3 separate regions of the Ovis aries genome follow, and regions 1 and 3 are each linked to region 2. Evidence: chromatin contacts called from public Hi-C data. All regions are on one chromosome and are shown on one strand. The core of a region is the stretch at or near the end of the contact, and the rest is flanking DNA. Distances in the headings are between cores, read along the strand shown.

Region 1 (4,008 bases), core at 1,287-3,786, 130 kb after region 2:
TTTGTCTTTCCTCATTTGAATGTGTGGAGAACTATTCAATACTTAGTGTATGAGTTATTGGATCTTACAGCATTTGAGTTTCATGAGCTAATTAGTAGGTTGTGAACAGTTAAAAGCATGAATTATGAAACTATAAAGTCTGATGATTTAGTATATTAAGGTACATAATCATAAAAATTTCATTAATAATTTTGCAAAAATTCATGTTTTCTTCCTTTTTCTGTTTTTTCCTCAGAGCATCTGCTACACCCAAGCTTGAACCAGTTCCTGTTCAAAAGGTGTGTTTCTAATCCAGCATTACTGGGGTAATATTTGATTGTCCCTCCTGAACCACTCTAACTTCCATTCCTGTCTCCAACCATACTGACAATTTATAGTTCTCATACAGTTTTTCCTCACAGTTCTTTAAAGATGATGAGGGATAGTGAAAATCAACACATAACAGAATTATCATGTAATTATTCCTTATTATTTAAACAATATAATTATTCCTTATTATTTAAATAGTATTTCCAGTGTCATGTATTATTGGTAACTCACATCCAGATGTCTTACCTTCACTTTTAATTTGCCTCTTTATTCAAATAATCTAAACAGATTAAATAAGTGGTTACAAAAATGAATGTCACAGTAAGTCTTTAATGACAGTTTAATGGTAATACTAAATTACATTTTTAAACTATATTTTCAGAGTATTCTTGGATTAGGTTTTTGGCAAGTACCCTATTTTTTATATATATATATATATATCTTCAAATTGTCCCAAAGCATTGTTCATTTACATCTGGTTTTGTGCTTTGGGGGGATTTCTCCTTAATTTTACTTGTGCCTTTTTAGTGAATTTGCTCATATTGATTCCCTGAGGCATTAAGTTACTTTATCCCCCTCAGCTTTATTATTTCTATAAGATTAGATTACTTTTTCTTCCTTTAAGTTAAACATAATAGAGCTACCATTGTGTACTTTTTATAGAATTCGATTGTTTTTCTTTTGAGATGATAAGGACTTATTCTTGAATATCACAGAAGATTAAGCTGGGTTTATTTTTAAATTCACACTTACTTTGCAATAGGGGTTTGCAAACACAAATTCTGTTAATTTTAGGTGGAATTGATCTTAGTTGTTATTTTTTTCTTTGATGTCTGTGAAGAAACATTTAAGATCTTCTTTTTTTTTCCTTCTGTTACTTTTGAATATTTATTTTGGAAAAGGGAAGAATTTTATTCCATCTTTAGTGATATCTCAAAACATTCCAGAGAGAGTAATAGGTGGACTGTAGAAAAGGGAAAGGATTGATTTTGTTTCATTTGTTTTGTGTTTTATTTTTAAGGAGCAATTTCTTGAATCAAAATAATTAGAATGTTCACATTTCTGAATCAGATGGAAATGAACATTCCTTCTTTTTTTTTTGATTGAAGAATTAGAAATGTCCAGCTGCTTCTGCATGAATCAAATAATTGAACTCTGGAGAGTAATTAAACGTGTTTAAAAGATGGAATTGTAGTTGAGACTCCGGATATTTTAAAATAAATGTTTTGATTAGTGATGTTTTGTTTACTGTGGGGTATTAAAATTTTTTCCTTTGGAATATGTCTAAATTGACACTTACGTTGGCCTTTAGGCTTTTTGATAACTTTCCTAATCTATTTCCTAAATATTTTGAACTCCTTTCATTTTTTAAAAAACATTTATTTACTCAGTATGTGCATCTGTGTTATGCATGTTGAGACCAGTTAGCATGCATGCTAATATTTTATCTGGAAACGTGTAAAGTTTGGCCTGCTAACATAATTGTGTTTGTCTTTTTATAAACTAGCTGTGTGTTCTTTTCAGTGGATCTGTTTTGCATGTCTTTGCCGTGTTTTGTGTATGTTTATTTTTATTTTACATAGGGAGAACCTAAAGAAGTAGTTAAACCTGTGCCCATTCCATCTCCTGCTGTGTCCAAAGTCACTTCCACAACCAACATGGCCTACAATAAGGCCCCGCGGCCCTTTGGTTCTGTGTCTTCACCAAAAGTCACATCCATCCCATCACCATCGTCTGCCTTCACCCCAGCCCACGCGACCACTTCATCACATGCTTCCCCTCCACCCGTGGCCGCTGTCACTTCTCCCCCATTCGCTGCATCTGGACCGCATGCTAATACCAATCTTAGTGCTGACCAGCGGTCATCTGCGCTGAACGCTGGTAAACCTGCAGTTAATGTCCCACGGCAGCCCACAGTCACCAGCGTGTGTGCCGAGACTGCCCAGGAGCTAGCGGAGGGACAGAGAAGAGGATCCCAGGGTGACAGTAAACAGCAAAATGGGTAGGTGGCCGCGGGTGCTTTCTGCTCTTATCAAACTCTTCTTTCAGGCAGTTTCCAGGCAGCACTTAATCTCCACCCACCCCCAAATCAGCTGTTCTCTGAGAGAAGGGAAATGAAGTTTCATCTGCTTCATTAACATGTAATGTAGCTTTATGTTATATACAATACACCACTCTCTGCAAGGCAATTATAGGTTAATCCAAACCTAATTATGCATCTTGACCTGGTATGAATCATGTAACGGACTCTGTAACTCTTTTTCTCCAAGTCTGGAACAACGTGGAGCAGCTGGCCCTTATAATGCAAGGCAAATCTTGAATCTTTCTTTCTCAATTTTTCCGTTCTTTTATGAGTCACCAAAAGTTGAAATAGAATGGTTGCAGTTGTGTCAGCTTATGTATCTCATGCTAAAGAGAGAGGAAATGAGAAGCTTGTAAGAAGCTTATTTCTAGGAAGTATTCTGAAGACAGAAAACAAATTTAGTTTTGACTCATGTCTATGTATGATGCATTAGCTTAGGTCAGCTAGCTAAGCCACATTCTTTTCAGATAAACTTACACTGAAATTTAGTCTTTAAAAGCAAACAGTAATGAGAGGACAGTAACATTCACGGATGCTTAAAAACATCAGAAGCAAATTAGAGAATACTTTCATTGTAAACATTTTTCTAAAATGAATAGATTTAAAGCAGTGGACACTGAATATATAATGTTATAATAACTTTCTGAGAATCCATTCCTTATAATTTTCCTCTTTTTTTGTGGCACAGATTTTTTTAAAAATTGAAGTCTGTTTTCAGTAGCCATCATTTATAGATGGTTATTTTATTTTTGGAATCCAGTGACTATCCTTTAAACCAAAGTCATTTCTGTAAAGTCATTTTGATCAGATTTATTGTGACAAAAGTGTCTTTTAAAAGGAAATAATCTGCATGTGTGATTGTTTTTAACCAATGTCAGTTCCCAGGAAAATATAATTAAAATAATTGTGTAGTTAGGTCCTTTCTGAGATAATCCCTTCTGAATGTTAATTCATGTAATGAAGGGGCTGTGCTTTCATAGGACTGTTCCCATGGCAACTTGGGGGCTTTGAAAAAGAAGGTGGCAGGGTTCCAGGCTGCTGCTGAGAGAAAGGAGCAAGTCTGGAAGGACAGCTCCTGGGCCCTATGTGTGGTTTTGTGGTTGTGGGTGACTTTTGAAAGTTTTGATGTATACACTGAGGAAAACTAGTACCTTTCAAAGAAAGTTATTTCTCTCATATGAGGAAGATAAATAGTATGTAGTGTTGAGGTGCATTTGGTTGTCATTTTTCGGATTTGTCTATTTTAAGATAATAGATTTTAGAGTAACCAAAGTAGATATCTTGAAAAGACAGATGTGTGTGTGCTGAATTGTGTCTAACTCTTTGCAACCCACCAGGTTGCAGGACTGTAGCCCGCCGGGCTCCTCTATCCATTGGATTTCCCAGGCAAGAGTACTGGAGAGGGTTGTTATTTTTTTCTCCAGGGGATCTTCCCAGTGTAGGGATCGAGCCTGTGTCTCCTGCATTGCAGGCAGATTCTTTACTGCTGACCCATCTGGGAAGCCCCCTGAAAAGACAGATGCTGCCTATCAAATCCTAGTCTCATGGAAGACTAAAAGCAGAAGTTTATTTTGTTTGTTAAATTCCAGGTTCAGTAGGAAAAAAATACTTCTTTT
Region 2 (3,969 bases), core at 684-3,183:
ATTTGGTTCATTTCCCCAACACCCCAGACTTTAAACTGTGGTAGGAGGAGGAAGAGGATTCAGAGGTAGGCTATCATCCATAGGCTAACACTGATTTGCATAGGTAGGTAACACTCCCAGCTCTTCACCACCTCAAGATGCTTATCTTCTAGTGATACCTCTATATATTGTCTGCATTTCTTGATGTCTTTAGTCAACCTGGTTCCATTCAGGATCAAATTAATTGTATTAGCAGCAAACAGATGAAGAGGAGCAGAGAGAGGACCCTTACAGGGTAATTCTAGCCATTGCCCTGTGGAAGTATTACCAGCTGCAATCTCTTGAAACCTCAGTTTTCTTGACTATAAATGGGATGACATTTGTCTTATAAAGTTAGAAGAATTATTAAGTGTAGTAAGAGTTATTACATTAAGTGTAGTAAAAATTTTTACACTGCCTAGTGTATGGTAGGTGTTTGTAAGTGGCAGCTATTGTTACTATTTATTTCTTTATATATTTTGGGAGGGAGATGTCAAACATGACAACAAATATTAAAGCACTCTGTAAACCAGTTCACACTAGGAAACCCTTCCCTCCAATATAATCTTTCAGAGAATGTGATGAAAACTATGGACTAGTGCTGTCCAATGAAAATATAATAATGTCAGTCAACATTGGTAATGCAAAATATCTTAGTATCCACGTTAAAAAACAGCAAAATTAAGTTTAATTGTATGTTTAACAAACATAAAAATTTTACTTCAACATGTAATCAACATAAAATTATTAATGACATTTTATATTATCTTTGTCATAATAAGTCTTCAAAATCCAGTTCCATTGTAGCACGATTTGGACACGACGTTTAAGAGAAATGTACTCCTATCCAAACACTAAAGTTGTTTTTAACGGAGGCATGTTACCCTACTTCAGTTTTTAAATTTAAATTAAATTTACATAAAACAAAAAATTCAGTGCTTCAGTCGCAGTAAATAAATTTCAAATGTTCAGTAGCTACATGTGATAGATGGTTACCGGTTTGGACAGAGCAGTTTGGGATGTTCTCTAGAATTTTGTTTGCACTTCTTGGGGACCCACGGACTCCATCAGCCTTGCTTGATAAGTCCCATGGTTAAGAACTGTCCTTTTCACATGTTATAAGCCAATTTACAGTTCAAAACAAGCCTAAAAGTTACTTTCTCTTATGTTCACTGAACGTTATTCAAATTTGCTCATGAATAAATCCCTTGGGCTAAATCAAGCACCTTTATAGAAACTGGAAAGTGGACTATCGATCTGGACTTAGAAAAAATAAGCTGAGGTTATAATGGTTGAACCACCTTCGGCCGCTGCTCTTTAACACGGTCTTCTGGTTTGATTAGAGGATTTAACTTCTAGGTATTAAAGTTGCTGATTTTCCCTTTCCTAACAGGTCAACTTTAAAGTCTTCACTTCTCCGGGCACATAAAGCTTGCTCAAAAAACCAGGCAGTGGCCGCTGGGCTTGCATAGATAGGGATTTATCCAAAGCCCTCTCCTATTTTTAGCCAAAAGCAACTGCTTGCCAAATTCAGTTTCTGGAGAGAAAAACGCATCCACGACAAAACAAACAGGCAGAGAGGACCTTTGTCAGGTACTGCTCAAAACCCCCTAAGACTGGTCCCACCGAAACTCCGTACTGCAATTGTCTTTCCGCAGCAGCTTCGGCTCGCTGCAGTTAGCCCGCGCGCTAGGTTCACCCGCAGCCTTCTCTCAGCTCGCCGCAGCCCTGCGGGTCCGGGGCGTGGCCAGGAGAGGAGGGGGCGTGCCCTGGCCCGGGGGCGGGGCCGGTGTGTGTGTGAGTGTGTGTGTGTGTGTGTGTGTGTGTGTGTGTGTTGGGGCTGGCGGGGTGGGGGCGGGATCCAGGAGGCGGAAGTTCCCGCGGGCCGTGGGGAAGGCACAAGCACCGCGAGTCACTTGTCAGCGCTCGTCTGATTCGGAGGCATCGCGGCGCCGGACCGGAGGTGAGTGGCCGCCTTCATGGGATGCGCGTCTCGGAACCCGGGTAGGGAGGAGGGAAAGAAGGAATCGCCGTGCACTGAGAGCACGGCGAGAAGTCCTGCTTAGGGAGAGACGGTGGTGCGCCTAGCGCTGGGAAGCTTCTCAGGTGTTTGCTGGACGCGGATCTGCGGAGGTGGAGAGTGGCGTGGGAAGAGGACTACCAGGGAAACGGCGGCGCGGAAGCGGGCTCCAGGCCAGAGAACGGGCACTGGACCCGGGACGGGCTGGGACTAGGACGGCTGAGGCAGGGGCTCAGGAGTCGGGCGAGGGCGGGCCACCATCCGGGTGCCGAGCGCCTTTGGGCACACACCTTAGAGTCTGGGGATACTCGCGTCCTGCGCAGTCTCCTGGAGGTGTGGAGAGGAAGCGGGGCTTTTATTTGCGCTCACTCTACTGAGAAGCATTTATTTCACACTCCCCGCTCCCCCCCCCCCCAACATTTAGGATTGTGTAACCTGTTAAGGGAATAAAGTTTGTTTAATAAACAGATATGAGTCCAGAAGTTAAAGCTTGTTTAAAAAACAGATCTGTCGTAAACGCCGGATTTATTAATGCTTGCGTACTTGTTGGGGCTTTTTTAGGCTGTGCCTCTAATTCGTTTGACAATAAGTGGAAAAAGGAAGGGCGTATGGATAGGGCAGAGCTTGGAAAGAAAATTGGTGGCTGCGCTGGGCAGGGCAGGTCTAGGGTGTGATCGCCAGATCCTATCCCAAGTCCGCCTTCCTGACCACGAGGACATTGGAACCCGCCTGCCTCGGAAACAGCCGGCTCGGGAACCTTATTTGGCAAACAGGGCTAGGCGTGAACCTCTTTGCTGGAAAACTGTCTCGTCGGCTACTTTCATCCGCTGCTTGTGGCTTTAATTCTTCCACTCTACCTCCACAGTCTCTCATTCTGGGGAGGAAAAGAATCTTAAGATACATCTTTAATTTTAGACCCAACTCTGAGCAATTCATCACGAATTCTTCTTTCCAGTCCTCCCATCCACTGAAGAAGTTAGAAGTGTGGGAAATACCAAGCTTCCTTGAGTGAAGACATTGTTTGGACTTTCCCTAAAAGAAAATCCAACACTATACAGAAGTTCCAACACTTTCTACTTATTTGAAGGAAGAAAGGCTGCTCAATATTTCCTGCCTCCTTGGTAATTTAGGAAGAGTTTGGGCACTAATAACCAGACCTGGAAAAGGCCAACAATATAACTGTTGCTTTGATTTCTGACTATTTCAAGTCACATGAAACTGGCAAAGGGAGGGAAATGGCACTGACTGGAAATGAACTGACACTGGCTCTATAGTGTGGCTGTGAACTTGCCAGTTCTAGAGAGTTTAATAACAAATGAGGGAAAGCAGGAAAGGAACTCCCAAGTAAAGAGAGTTACAGGTACATGAGTTAATATATGAATTAAATACATTTTCTTGTAGGGAACAATGGGATTAGGAAAGTTGAGCCTAACTTTCACGTTCTTCTTTTGATGAAAAGTTAAAGATTAAAAAAGAAGGATGGGCATATTGCCTGTGAAATATCTGTTGGCTTTATACACTTTTGATAAATGTGTGCCATCATCCAAGTAGTCCCTCTCTACAAGTTCTCAGAAACGCTTTTATTATAGGGAGAAAGCAATTAAATTATGTATATGGGGTGGTTTAGTTGCTAAGTCCTGTCGTGTCCCGCTCTTGAGACCCCGTGGATTGTGGCTCCTTATTGCCTCCTTCATGTTCATTTTTCACCTGTATCTAATAGTTTGATGTCTGGTTTGGCCTTTTCATCTTTTTGTTGCCTAGTAGTTCAGTGAACTACTATGCCTGGGGAGAAGCTTCCTCTTTTTTTTTCTGGTAGATGTAGTGCAGATTTTCACTGAATTTTCTTTAAGAACTTAGACTTATTTGAAAATTTTGCCTCATTTTCCCTATAGGAGAAGATGGAATCTGCCTGCTTTTAATACACCCAGTTG
Region 3 (3,874 bases), core at 947-3,446, 150 kb after region 2:
AACTGGCAAAAGTTGATGCTCTTCCCTCGCTATTATCTGTTGAATAGCTGTGGAAGATATTAAATGAACATTTGTTTGTTAATCCATGTTCCTTTCTGGTTTTGGTCTGTTTTAACATGAATAACTGTGACTCCTGTGAGGTGACAATACATGACTAATGTTAGAAATAGGCATATGAAATGCTTATTACTCTGGAAAAGCCAACAAAAATTTTATCGTTACTAAAGAAATGTTTCAAGTTAAAAGTATAATCTAAAATACTGACCTCCATATTATCAGATGTACTGAAAGCTAATATTAATATGTCACCAACCATAATAGAGAATTATTAAAGGCCATAGAAAATTTTATTTAAAGTTAATTATTTTAGAAACATATACCTAAAATACATCGTGTCAAGCACCATACAAAGGGTGATGTTTCTTGACTCACTTCTCAGTTTCTACTATATGTAGTAAAATATTTATCTAATAATTTTAAAATTTTTATGCATGTATAGAAGATCCCCTGGAGAAGGGAATGGCTACCTACTCCATTATTCTTGCCTGGAGAACTCCATGGACAGAGGAGCCTACCAGGCTACAGTCCATGGAGTTGTAAAGATTCCAACATGAGTGAGCGACTAATACTTTCACTTTCATCGGTCTGTATAAATAAGTATAAAGTAGTATTTTGAGGGCTTCCCTCCTAGCTCAGTCGGTGAAGTATCTGCCTGCAATGCAGGAGACCCAGGTTCTATTCCTGGATCAGGAAGATCCCTTGGAGAAGTATTTTTGCCTGGAGAATCCCATGGACAAAGGAGCCGGGTGGGTTACAGTCCATGGGATCACAAGAGTCAGACACGACTTAGCAACTAAACCACCAAACCACCACCAAGGTGGTATTTTAGTTTAGCAAAAACGATTTCTAAAATTATCATGACCCAAACATACTTTCATTAGTCTGTTTTTTCTCTCTCTCTCTTGTTCAAGTAATGGTGGGTTCTGATTTTTCACAGATTATGGTGAAGAATTAATGTGTGATGTAGTTTCCCCATTTCCAAAGACTTAAACGTACTCACCAGGGGAAGAGTGACTGGCTCTCCTGTTAGCTAGAAAACAGTTCAAACTCCAGTCACCAGTTACATTACACAAAACTGAAGTGGTTATGGGGGGGAAAAATCTAGGCTGTCCCTTGGCACTAACTAATGTCCCTGTGATCTTCAGTTGAAGGCCATCAGAACAGATGTTACTTCTTGAATACAAACTTGTCACCTTTGTACATTCATTGAAAATTTAGACAGCAGAACCTACATAAATTTTTCCCAACAGGTTCAATTTACAGCAAGTTTTTAAAACATTTTAGGTTGTTCACAGATATTCACAGGATCCACATAAAACAGATTTTTAAAAATTTATTTATTTAGCCTCTCGTCTTGTGGGATCTTAGTTCCCTGATCAGGGATTAAACCCCAGCCCTCGGCAGTGAAAGTGTAAAAATAGATTAATGAAAAAACACAGTTTGCTAACCTGTGCATGTCTTCATTATTTCTGTTTTCACAAATATACTGGACTCTGTTGTATATTCTTATTAGGACATGTGTCATTTGAGTAAATTACCTAAAATTATTATTTAAAAGCTACACAAAGGAATTAGGAATCATTTCCTTGGCTCATAATCTCACATGTTTTCATGAGGTTAAAATCAGGTTTGTCCCAAAACACAGAACACAAAGACTTTCACAGCACAGTCTAATTTTTAAAAGCAAAAATAGAATTATGCTTAGCTGATAATATTATCATATGCATTCCTGCAAAGTATTGTGTTAACCTGGAAAAAAAGGCCACAGGTTCAAAAATGGGTATATAACCAAATAGTAATTATTGTCTATTGCAAAATATGGGATGTTTGTAATTTATCTCCTTTCCTTTTCTACTGGTTGATTATATTGTCCTATGGGCTTCCCTGGTGGCTCAGACAGTAAGGAACCCACCTGCAATGCGGGAGACCTGGGTCGGGAAGATCCCCTGGAGGAGGGCATGGCAACCCACACCAGTATTCTTGCCTGGAGAATCCCATGGATAGAGGAACCTGGCGGGCTACAGTCCATGGGGTTGCAAAGCGTCAGACGTGACTGAATGACTAAGTACAGCACAGCACACAGGCGAACAGTGGTTTGATGACTATAATGTAAAGTCGCCATCTATTGAGCATAAGTAATTACTACACTTGAGCTCCTTGTGAGAAAAGTGTATTATTGAAGCAAGAAACATAGTTCCTATGTACTCTGTTTTCACACACAGATTGTTTAATTTTCTGTTTCATTATGGAAATACTTGGATACTTTTTCCAAATTTAACTGTGAAGACTAATATTTATGAAGTTGTTTCATGAAAATCAGCGTTTGTAATAAGCAAACATTGACTTTCAAAGTACAGAATATGCACTAAGTTCTTTAGAAGTTTTATCAGACTAGCAGTGCTTCTATTATGATGCTGTTTCGATAAATTCTTTTCTTTTAACCTTAAATATTTCAAAATTATTTTATTGAGTTAAACAAAAAAATAAAAGGAACTTATTTTAACTAAAATTCAATGTTGAAGATACTTCCTACAGCTTACTTTTTTTAATTCAAAAGAAATTATAATTTAAAAAGATTAATTGGGGGTAATGATAATAGTCTTCCCCATGATGGAAGACTTAATTTTCTATCTTTGACTGCCATTCGGTTTTACATCTTTCCATCACACTGAAAGTTTCAAAACCCCAAGTTTTTCTACTTTTATGTGAAGGTGTGTTTATTATGATGGTGAAGTGAAAGTCGCTTAGTCGTGTCTGACTCTTTGCGACCCCATGGACTATACATATTCAGTCCCTGGAATTCTCCAGACCAGAATACTGGAGTGGGTAGCCATTCCCTTCTCCAGGGGATCTTCCCAACCCAGGATCAAACCTAGGTCTCCCGCATTGCAAGCAGATTCTTTACTGTCTGAACCACCAGGGAAGCCCAAGAATACTGGAATGGGTATGTGTTAGTCGCTCACTTATGTCCAACTCTTTGAGACCCCCATGGACTGTGGCCTGCCAGGCTTCTCTGCCATGGAATTCTCCAGGCAAGACTATTGGAATGGGTAACGTAGCCCTTCTCCAGTGGATCTTCGTGACCCAGAAATCAAACTGGTGTCTTTTGCATTGCAGGCAGATTCTTTACCAGCTGAGCTACCAGGGATTTTATAAAAGGAAATTGAAATAATTTATTGCATAGTATAGCATAAAACATTTGATAGGTATGGACATTCGGATGTCTTAATTTTCTTCTTCCTAGTCAAATTAAAGAACTCTGTTTTCAAGTTACATTATTCTTATGAGAAGTCTTAATCGTCTATATTTTCTCTGTTGTGTTTCTCTATTTTTATATCTATTAACAGGTATGTATTGAGTGCTGCTTCTTTGTCCAATTTTGATATGTGTTCATCTCCCAAATACATCTAATCAAATACTTCTGAAGAGTCTGTAATCATTTCTTTAAAGTTATGTTCAAGCTAGGATAACACCTCATCAATTTTTGAGTTAGCATTACATATGTATTTTATCTTTTCACATAATTTATTACCCTAATATCCTAATAATTCTAGGATAGGAATAAACGTTTGAGGATAAATTTCTGAAAGATTTTAATGGCTTCAGGTAGTTGTATATCACTGTTCAGATAATGGGTAAACTGGAAGTTTTGATACAAAGAAGCAAGACTTTTAAGTGGTACTCAAACTTATCCTTTGCTTACAACAATAGAGTCAAATATCTCTTGTTAATATCATCAGATCTCTTGGCAGTGATACAAGTAGGGATATTGAAGCAGTACCACATGCATGTTAAGAAAATGTACATACACATA

The links. A called contact is a pair of places that touch in the nucleus more often than the background predicts.
Region 1: a Hi-C map of hypothalamus shows a contact between it and region 2, with 2.4 times the contacts expected there. The contact joins the enhancer-like site here to the promoter of PDLIM5 in region 2. A contact is called at or near these places in 2 of 16 Hi-C or Micro-C datasets (hypothalamus and skin fibroblasts).
Region 3: a Hi-C map of liver shows a contact between it and region 2, with 2.4 times the contacts expected there. The contact joins the enhancer-like site here to the promoter of PDLIM5 in region 2. A contact is called at or near these places in 4 of 16 Hi-C or Micro-C datasets (hypothalamus, liver, muscle and 1 more).

Annotation. Positions count from the first base shown.
Region 1 is chr6:30,681,924-30,685,931 of ARS-UI_Ramb_v3.0, reverse strand. PDLIM5 (PDZ and LIM domain 5) reads left to right here. Exons shown (of 15, transcript XM_060416872.1): 4 at 236-278. Among named protein-coding and RNA genes, the nearest start is that of PDLIM5, 130 kb to the left of the region's middle. Within about 2 kb of position 2,536, at least 13 of the 54 cell types and tissues checked have an H3K27ac peak or open chromatin away from gene starts, as enhancers often do. A contact at or near this core is called in hypothalamus, where this site is marked.
Region 2 is chr6:30,815,347-30,819,315 of ARS-UI_Ramb_v3.0, reverse strand. PDLIM5 (PDZ and LIM domain 5) reads left to right here and starts at 1,933. Exons shown (of 15, transcript XM_060416872.1): 1 at 1,933-1,981.
Region 3 is chr6:30,661,838-30,665,711 of ARS-UI_Ramb_v3.0, reverse strand. The region is part of intron 9 of PDLIM5 (PDZ and LIM domain 5); the gene reads left to right. Among named protein-coding and RNA genes, the nearest start is that of PDLIM5, 150 kb to the left of the region's middle. Within about 2 kb of position 2,196, at least 3 of the 54 cell types and tissues checked have an H3K27ac peak or open chromatin away from gene starts, as enhancers often do. A contact at or near this core is called in liver, where this site is marked.